Linked DNA regions of Mus musculus: region 2 is linked to region 1. Evidence: chromatin contacts called from public Hi-C data. All regions are on one chromosome and are shown on one strand. Each heading gives the region's core, a stretch centred on a gene start, on an enhancer-like site or on the middle of the called end of the contact. The rest is flanking DNA. Distances are from core to core; before and after follow the strand shown. Region 1 has its middle 24 kb from the start of Gm31728. Region 2 overlaps Gm31986 (a long non-coding RNA gene).

Evidence for each region. Hi-C and Micro-C count contacts between places; a contact is called where the count stands out from the background.
Region 2: a Hi-C map of the CH12 cell line shows a contact between it and region 1. The contact joins two enhancer-like sites. A contact is called at or near these places in 19 of 39 promoter capture datasets (the 3T3-L1 cell line, the C10 cell line, the HPC-7 cell line and 10 more), 6 of 15 datasets of contacts at CTCF or cohesin (the NIH/3T3 cell line, embryonic stem cells, large pre-B cells and 2 more), 93 of 484 Hi-C or Micro-C datasets (the 3T3-L1 cell line, the AML12 cell line, B cells and 58 more), 11 of 115 datasets of contacts at active chromatin or transcription factors (the SCID.adh cell line, T-cell acute lymphoblastic leukemia, bone marrow-derived dendritic cells and 7 more) and 3 of 9 other capture datasets (adipose tissue, embryonic stem cells and liver).

Annotation. Positions count from the first base shown.
Region 1 is chr1:180,277,998-180,282,529 of GRCm38.p6, reverse strand. No RefSeq gene overlaps it. Among named protein-coding and RNA genes, the nearest start is that of Gm31728, 24 kb to the right of the region's middle. Within about 2 kb of position 2,704, at least 112 of the 459 cell types and tissues checked have an H3K27ac peak or open chromatin away from gene starts, as enhancers often do. A contact at or near this core is called in CD8 T cells, the CH12 cell line, bone marrow-derived macrophages and 2 more, where this site is marked.
Region 2 is chr1:180,538,760-180,543,291 of GRCm38.p6, reverse strand. The region is part of intron 3 of Gm31986 (a long non-coding RNA gene); the gene reads left to right. Among named protein-coding and RNA genes, the nearest start is that of Parp1, 28 kb to the left of the region's middle. Within about 2 kb of position 1,796, at least 86 of the 459 cell types and tissues checked have an H3K27ac peak or open chromatin away from gene starts, as enhancers often do. A contact at or near this core is called in CD8 T cells, the CH12 cell line, bone marrow-derived macrophages and 2 more, where this site is marked.

The sequences.
Region 1 (4,532 bases), core at 1,455-3,954:
AGCCGTTGAGCTTTTTAGGGCATATTAAAAATAAGGCGCTCTCTCTCTCTCTCTCTCTCTCTCTCTCTCCCTCTCTCTCTCTCTCTCTCTCTCTCTCTCTCTGTGTGTGTGTGTGTGTGTGTGTGTGTGTGTGTTTCTTTCATTCATGAATCCAAAACATTTAGGCAGATATAGAGGAAGCCTGCGCCTGCCGAGGAGGAGTTTAGAGTGGATTAACAATTACCATTACATTGGCATTTTTTGTTTTGTTTATTTCCTTTGGTTTTTCAAGACAGGGTTTCTCTGTATAACCCTGGCATACTGGATCAGGCTGGCCTTGAACTCAGTGATTCACCTGCCTCTACCTCCCCAGTGTTGAGACTAAAGGTATGCACCATCACCACCCAGCATACATCCTCCCTTTTAACCTAAGTTTGTCAACAGGAGAGAGGAGAGGCACAGAGGGTAAGAGCAGGGCTTGGGGAACCCATAGTTGGAGGAAATGGGGGTGGGGGGAGCCCTACCATTTCCTGTAGGATCTGGCAAGTTTCCTAAAATCATCAGGTTCTTAAAGGTGAGAAGAGGACTGAGGGATGGCCCAGTGGGGGAGTGCTTACCTAGCATCTACAAGGCTGTATATTAAGTCAAACCCTCTGTGCGGGGCATTGGTGGGGGGTGGGAGACAGACAGACAGACAGACAGAGACAGAGACCGACAGAGACAGACACAGAGAGAGACATGTAGACAGAGACAGACACACAAAGAGACATACAGAGACAGACACACAGAGAGAGACAGAGAGACAGAGAGAGAGACAGAGAGAGAACGAACGAACGAACGAACAGTGACATATTTACAAGTTTGAAAGATGCTTCCGATAGTATGAGCAAAGTGTTTAGAGACACATCCAGGGCCTGGAGAGATGGCTCAGTGGATAAGAGCCCTGGCAGATTTTCCAGAGGACCAGAGTTCCGTTCTCGGCACCTACACTGGGCTGCTTACAACCGTCTCTAACTCTAGCTCCAAGTGATCCAACACCCTCTCCTGGCTTAGTCAGGTACCTGCAATACAGGAACAGATACATATATACATTTTATTTTATTTTATTTCCTTTTTAAGGAACAAACTCAATAACATCAAATTCATTCAATGTTTTCTTGATATTTCCTCCCATGGTTTCTGGCCTTAGAAGCTACTCACCTCTGTTTTCCAAACCCGTACCTAATATTTTAGTCTGGTTTAGTTTTAGGGTATGCTTTAAAAACACTTAAAACTGATGGTCTCTTAAGTAGACTGGGACTTACATTGGAGTATTGAATGAGTGTTGGCAGCATTGATCTATCAATGTGCTATTTATTAAGTTTTCTAGGCCATACATTCAATTCTTTTTTTTTCTCTCTCAAGACAGGGTTTCTCTGTGTAGCCCTGGCTGTCCTGGAACTCACGCTGTAAACCAGGCTGGCCTCGAACTCAGAAATCCACCTGCCTCTGCCTCCCGAGTGCTGGGATTAAAGGCTTGAACCTCCACTGCCCAGCTATACATTCAATTCTTCTACATACAAGGATGGTTTTCCGGTTTCCATGTGCCTTACAGGCTGGGGCTACACTGTGTGATTGAGCATGGCAGACCCTTGGCCACTCCTGCTGGGTCACAGGAGTCCCTGCTCACAGGTCCAGAAATGCCATGTGCCTTTGAGATGTGTGTGTTTGTCCTGAGCCCCGGGACCTTGCTTACTTTAGTGCCCTTAGCCCTTGAGCTCCCTGAGACACCAGAGCATCCTAAATTATAGCATTATAATTGATAGAATGTCAATTAAGAGATGTCTGTATCTTGTGACTTTAGGAGTTCATAATGACCTAAAAATTACCCCTAGCCAACAGAGCTGCATTGTTACATGCCTTGAAGATGAATATGCTTTACTGGAGCTGTCATCAGATGATATCCTCACCAAGGAAGTCAGCAAGACATCTGCAGGCCAGGCCCCTTTGCTGACGATTCACATGTCCAAACCGACCTTACAGATTCATACAAGTCCCTAATAGCAGATGCCTTACACCTCAAGGCCCTCAAGAGGACGGAAGACAAAAGATCTGTGAAGTCAAAATAAACGTGAGCGTGTTTTATTATTACTGCCTTGTTCCATCCTCACCCAAAGTGAGGTGGCACACAGATGATATATGAATAACAACTTGAGAGTAATTTTTGAATATGTCTGAAGATCTGTTTGAAGGCATATCATTTCTTGGCCAGCAAAAGGACTAAGCATAGAGAATCTCTGTAGCTGTACGACACTGGACTATACCCCACCCCCTTGTGTTTTGGCTTTAAAATCCTTGATTAGTAGCTTGCTTTAAGTAAATAGTAGTAGCTGGTGCTGTTGGAGAGCACGGTCTGTTTGCCATTTGACCTTTATTTTTAGATCTGGAATCTGTAAGAATGAAAGCAAAGTAAGGGTTCCCGGTACAGTTAGCCATCCTAGAGGAAGCAGAAGAGCAGGCAAGGCTGTGGGGAGTGGAGGAGAACCTGTAGCTCCCTCACCCTGCAGGAGGTGACTCTTCTGGAAGCTCCACCCAGGCAGGAAACCCCTCCGCGCTTGCGCATTTCAGCATTTCTGTATTTCGTCAGCCCTGCACCTGCTGGAATCTCCTGTCTGGCATGGACTCTGTACAGTCACCTGGTGTCCCCAGCACAGAACACCCTGAGGTCTTTTTCCTACTCAGTCAGATGCCAGAGGGTGTGGCCAGCTTTAGTTACAGAGGGAAGAACAAAAGTCATTTCACCTCTCCTGCGGAGCCTCTCAAACTGCTGGCACAGCTCCAAGCCTCTCAAACTGCTGGCACACTGCGGAGGGACGTTGCATAAACTCAGGGCCAACCCTTTTGGGTTTACCATTTAGAAATGAAAACCTGGGTTCTTCGATCCCAAACTGCTCTGTACTTACTGCAGGCCCATCTTGTCTTTGCTGCTCATCTGCAGCCTTTCTAACAGAAAGACCCACAGCAGTCACCATGTCACTGCCTACTTCTTTTGGGAGGTGACCCTGGGGAAATCCACATCGGTGTCATATGGGAAAAATGACAACCCCAACCACTGAAAACACTAAACTATTAAGCGCTATACCTAAGCACAGTATCGTATACCAGAATGTGGACAGTTCCTCCTCTCCCCAGCCTCCCCTCTCCTAGGAGTTAAACAACTAATAGATACAAAGTTGCATCCAAGTGCCCTTGCCACCACTCATGTACAAGTTCAAAACGGCCTCTGTGTTTATCAGGAAATGCTAGAGTCCTAGTTTCTACCATCTGGCTATTCAAACATTTCTAACCATGATTTACATGTGCCCATTAGGAGGCTTCCTCCATTCAAATGAGATCTTTCTTTTTCCATAACCTAGAGATTTAGTTGAAAATGACCAGGTAAGAAAATCGAAAACTTCCAGGAAGGAAGGGCACAGCAACATACTTACGTGGGTTATCCGGGCTTGCCTCTCTCTCTGGAAACATGTTAGGTGGAGCCTGAGGCCACTGCAGAACAGCTAACTCATCTCCAAATTTTGTTTGCTGAAGCCCTTTCTGGTCTGCAGAATGGGCGTGATAGAGCCAGAATCCTCAAAGTGTCTGTGCTTGGTATGTATCTTGGCACCCATCACGGATTCCTTACATCTAAAAGACCTGTGGGGGACCCAGAAGACTCAGGCAGGTGTCCCTTGGCAGTCAAGAGAACTCGGCAGTTGTTCATGACACATCTGATCCCACGAGCGAAAGAGTCTGCAAAGAGATAAGCTTTGTGTGTCCTACATTGAGTAACAGACGGATTGCTCTCTTTTATCCTATTCAAATCGGCCCCGAGTCATCATGGTTGCACATTTTTGTAATTCCAGCACTTGTAAGGCGGAGGCAGGAGATCAGAAGTTCCAGGTAGCCTCTACAACATACCACATTCAAGGCCAGCCTTGGCCACAGGAGAGCCTGTCTCAATCAAACAAACTATGTTGCCCGTGAACCTTTAGCAGCATTTCAAGTGGAAGCCTGTAGAACTCCATCTTATTGTTGTAGTAGATTCTCATTAAAATTGGAATCATGGGGGGTGGAGAGATGGCTCAGCGGTTAAGAACACTGACTGCTCTTCCAGAGGTTCTGAGTTCAATTCCCAGCAACCACATGGTGGCTCACAACTGTCTGTAATGGGATCCGATACCCTCTTCTGGTCTACATGAAGACAGCTACAGTGTACTCACATACATTAAATAAATAAATAAATAAATCTAAAAAGAAATTGAAGTCATTAAAATGACTAGAGAGTCATTAGAGAAGGACAGAATGAAGACAGTACTTGCCTGGAGCTGAGGGTCAATGGAGGAGTTGATAGCCAAGAGCAAAAGAGGGTGTGTGGGGGGGACAAGGAAGGGGGGAATGAGGACAAGGGGAGGGGGCTGGAACTCTTTAGTATGAGAATCATATTCTCTATCTGGAGCTCCATGGTATTTACACAGGCATACACACTTGATGAAAATCATTGAACTGTATACTTAAAAGTGCACGTTATCGTGTGT
Region 2 (4,532 bases), core at 547-3,046, 260 kb before region 1:
ATTTTTTTAAAAAAAGAGAAATAAGTCCAATTGTAAATAGACAAGAGGGGTCTATTAACATGCCTGGGTAAGGAGCTATTTGTCATTTACTTGTTTATATTTATTTTGGTGTGTGTGCATGTACATGTGTGCACAGATGTGTGGAGGCTAGAGGCTGAATTTTCTTGTCTTTTTTTTTTTTTTTTTTTGATCATTGTTTATCTTTATATGAGACAGGATCTCTCACTGAGCCTGGAGCTCACTAATCCAGTCATGCTGCCTGCCCAGTGAGCTTGAGAGACCCCTGGAGCCAATCTCCCCAGCAGCAGAGTTATAGATCTGTGCCATTGCCCCCAGCTTCTATAACTCAGGTCCTTACACTTACACCGCAGCAGCTACTCTAATGACTGAATCATCACCCTAGCTTCCTGGTTAAGAATTTAGAGTTGGGCTGACAAGACGGCTCAATGGGTAAAGGCTCTTGCTATTAAGAGATGACTTGAGTTTGATCCCTGGGGCCCACACTGTGGAAGGAGAGAACTGACTCCCCACACAGTGTCCTCTGACCTCTGTGTGTGTACATGATGAGCCCCCACCCCAATAAATGAAATGTTAAAACAGTAATGCTGCCTTAAAGTTCTAGACGTTCACATGTTCACATGGTGTCCCGTAGGCTACAGTGGGATCGCCCTCTGTTGTGTTTTGAATGCCTTCCCCGAGGCGCATATACTTGGTGGGGCCTTGGTGGCTGGATGAGAGGTTTTGGGGAGGCTCTTGAATGGTGACGATTCTGGCCTAATTAACCAATCTCTTGGTGGATTCATAATGTGGAAGTATAATTAGGAGGTATTAAAAAGTAGGAAGACAGAACTAGTTGGAGGAAGTGAGCCACTGAGGGAGTGCCTTAGAAAGATATATCTTGTCCCTTTTCCTGTTTCTGCTTCTCTGCCATGAGCTAAGCTGCTCCACTTCATTATAAATCCTACCAGGACGTTCTGCCTCACTCTGAGCCCAGAAGCTAAGAGCCCAGTAACCCTGAACTAAAACCCCGAAACCATGAGCCGCAACAATCTTTTCTTCCTTGTAAGTCATTTTCTCCGGTATCTGTTGTAGCAACGGAATGCCTGACTAAAACACTCCCGATCTGGGCAGCAGACTCCAGCCTGTGTGGAATCGGAGGCCCAGAGACTATGGGAAGAGCCTGTCTTCTCTCAGGCAGAGACTGTCAATTTCCAATTAGCTGGAGGCTTGGCAGGCAGCTCTGGGCTCCAGACTACACATATTAATGAAGGCTGAGTCCCTGCTGGAGACAGCATTGAACGAGGAGAGAAGTCAAATTAGGTTCTCCTCATGGAAGGACATTAGTCTTTGGTTGGGAGCCGTTGGCTTATGTCTGGTGGGGATGGACATCTCTTCTGGTTTGCTGAGTGTATGAACATCCTCCTCTGGGCTGTGGTACTTGGATGGAGCTGAAACTTAAGACTTCTGCATGTCCTTTTAGCGGAGGCAAGCGGGAGCTCTGACAGAGATGGGAGCTTTGTTATACATTGGACTTGGGGCAGGAAGCAGGGTTCCAGAGGGTCCTTAGGAGTGAGTGAGTTTGGGGCTTCTGTTCCTGCCTACACAAAGTGAGAGGACAGGGAAGAGCTTGTCCTTTGGATGGTAAATGCAACCCAGACTTTACAATGGGGAGCTGACCAAGGCGCAGACTGAACCGAGCCTGTTTGCAGTAACAGGAAGAAGGGGAAACCAGAGACATCAGCTCTCTATTTAGAAAGCAGTCTGGTTGTTATGTGCCCTAGAGGGGCTCTCCAGGAAGTCCCCAGGGAGAATCTGTTGTCAGAGACAAAGCCCTAGAGAGTAGCAGCTTCCTTTGGTCAGCCCTAGCCTGTCAAAAGCAGGCAGGTTTTCATAAAACCCAAGGAGACATTTGCTGAGGAGAATTGAAGTGTTTCTCTGGGGAGCCACATGCTTGTACTTTCTTGGCAGCCTCCTTGTGCTTCTTGGGGCTCTGAGGCACCTGCAGCCTAGGCTGGGAGCCCTTCAAGGAAATTCCCTGGAGGAAACCATCTTGGTGGGGACCTCAGATGGGCACCCCCCCTTTAAAAGTGAAACATTCTAACAAAATGTAATACAAAAATACACTAAATTGATCCTTTGATACTTATATGATAGATTATAACCTCAAAGTATGAGCCAGAATCAACCTTTTCTCCCTAAGCTGCTTTTGTCAGGGTATTTATTATAGCAACAGGGATGTAATAAGCAGGACTGTTGGGCCTTTAGGCTGTTTCCAGAATTTTGCTGTATTGCAATGGAAAACCTTGTACATAATTTGTTTTTTGCATGTGAACACTATTCCTGTAGCATACATTCCAGAAATGTAATTGCTAAGTCAGTGGAACACATAGTTCCAGATTTGATTGATTTGGGAAATTGTCTTCTATAAACAACCTGCTTTTATTACCACAAGCAAAATTACAAGCAGCAAGAGCGCTGTTTCCCTTGCTTACCAACAGGCTATGTGACCAAGTGTTTAGAATTCTGTCATTCTGATAGGTAAAGAGTATTTCAGTGTGGTTTAATTTATTTTTTAAACAAAGCTAGTGTGTGTGTGTATGTGTATGTGTGTGTGTGTATGTGTGTGTGTGTCTGTCTGTCTGCACATTGTGTGTATAGATGCACACATCATGTCAAGGCAAAAGAAGGACATGAGGTGACTTGTTCTATTGTTTGCTGCCTTACCCTGGAGACTGGGTCTCTCTTGACCCTGCCACTCACTGCTGGCTGGTGAACTCCTGGGATCTGTCTGTCTCTGTCCTCAACACTGGCATTATATGCACTTATGATCATGCCTGGATTTTTTTAAGGTTTATTTTTATTTACTTATGTGTATTTATGTGTGTTTGTGTGGATATATGTCACATGTGTGTGGATTCCTGCAGAGGTCAGAAGAATACATTGAAGCCCCTGGATCTAGAGCTACATAATTAAGGCTCACCTGACATGGAGATGGGAACCAGAGTTGGACCCTCTGGAAGAGGGCTGAGGCTTCTTTGTAGTCTCCCATGTCCAGCTTTTTTTTTTTTAAAGGCATGCACCACCACTGCCCAGATCTTTTTCTTTTGTTTTCTTTTCTTTCTTTCTTTCTTTCTTTCTTTCTTTCTTTCTTTCTTTCTTTCTTTCTTTCTTTCTCTCTTTCTTCCTTCCTTCCTTCCTTTCTTTCCTTTCTTTCCTTTCTTTCCTTTCTTTCCTTTCTTTCCTTTCTTTCCTTTCTTTCCTTTCTTTCTTATTTATTTATTATATGTAAGTACACTGTAGCTGTCTTCAGACACACCAGAAGAGGGCATCAGATTTCATTATGGATGGTTGTGAGCCACCATGTGGTTGCTGGGATTTGAACTCAGGACCTTTGGAAGAGCAGTCGGCGCTCTTAACCGCTGAGCCATCTCACCAGCCCCCATCATGTCCAGCTTTTTAAAAACATGGTGTCCTACTTAGCTTTAGTTATCAACTTGACATATCTAGAAAGACAGAATCTCAGTTGAGGAGCTGCCTCTGTCAGACTGGCCTGTGGGCATCTCGGAAGGGGCATTTTCGTAATCACTAATCGATATAAGAGGGCCCAGTTCACTGTGAGCACTGCCATTCCTGGGTCCTGAGCTGTGTAAGGAAGGAGGCAGGGTGAACCAGTAAGCAGCGTTCCTCCATGGTCTCTGTTTTAGTTCCTGCCTCCAGGTTCTAGTTTTAGATTCCTGCCTTGACTTCCCTCAGTGTTGGATCATGATGTAGGTGGTAAGTCAAACATTTTCTTCCTCTGATCCTTTTATCAAAGCATTGGGAAACAAACTAGGACACTTGTTTTGAGGATTCGAACTTAGGTCCTCATGCTTATGCTACAGGGGCCCTCACCCACAGAGCCATCTCCCCAGCCTCGAACTATCATTGTTCCACAATAAGAAAGTGTACACACTTGTATTAGTCAGGGTTCTCTAGAGTCACAGAACTTATGGGTAGTCTCTATATAGTAAGGGAATTTATTGATGACTTACAGTCTGAGGCCAATTCCCAACAATGGTTCAGTAGTAGCTGTGAATAGAAGTCCAAGGATCTAGCTAGCAGTTACTCAGTCTCACACAGCAAGCAGGCAAAGAAACAAGAGCGAGACTCCCTTTTTTCCACCACACCTTTAATCCGGGATGACCTTGAACTCAGAGATTTAATCTTCTGGAATCCATAGCCACTATGCCTCAAGATCTCCATACCAAGATCCAGATCAGAAACTTCTATCTCCAAGCCTCCAGATAAGGGTCACTGGTGAGCCTTCCAATTCTGGATTGTAGTTCATTCCAAATATAGTCAAGTGAACAACCAGAAATAGCTACTACAATGCCTAACTGTGTAAGTTTAAGAGTTGATAAATGTAGGTTCCCGTATGACCACCCCAATCAAGACATAGAACATTTCCACCTCCCAATGCTATGGTTTGAATGTGGTCTGTCCACCTCTGAGCTGGAGTTTAATCCCCATTGTGCCATATGAGAAGGTGGAAA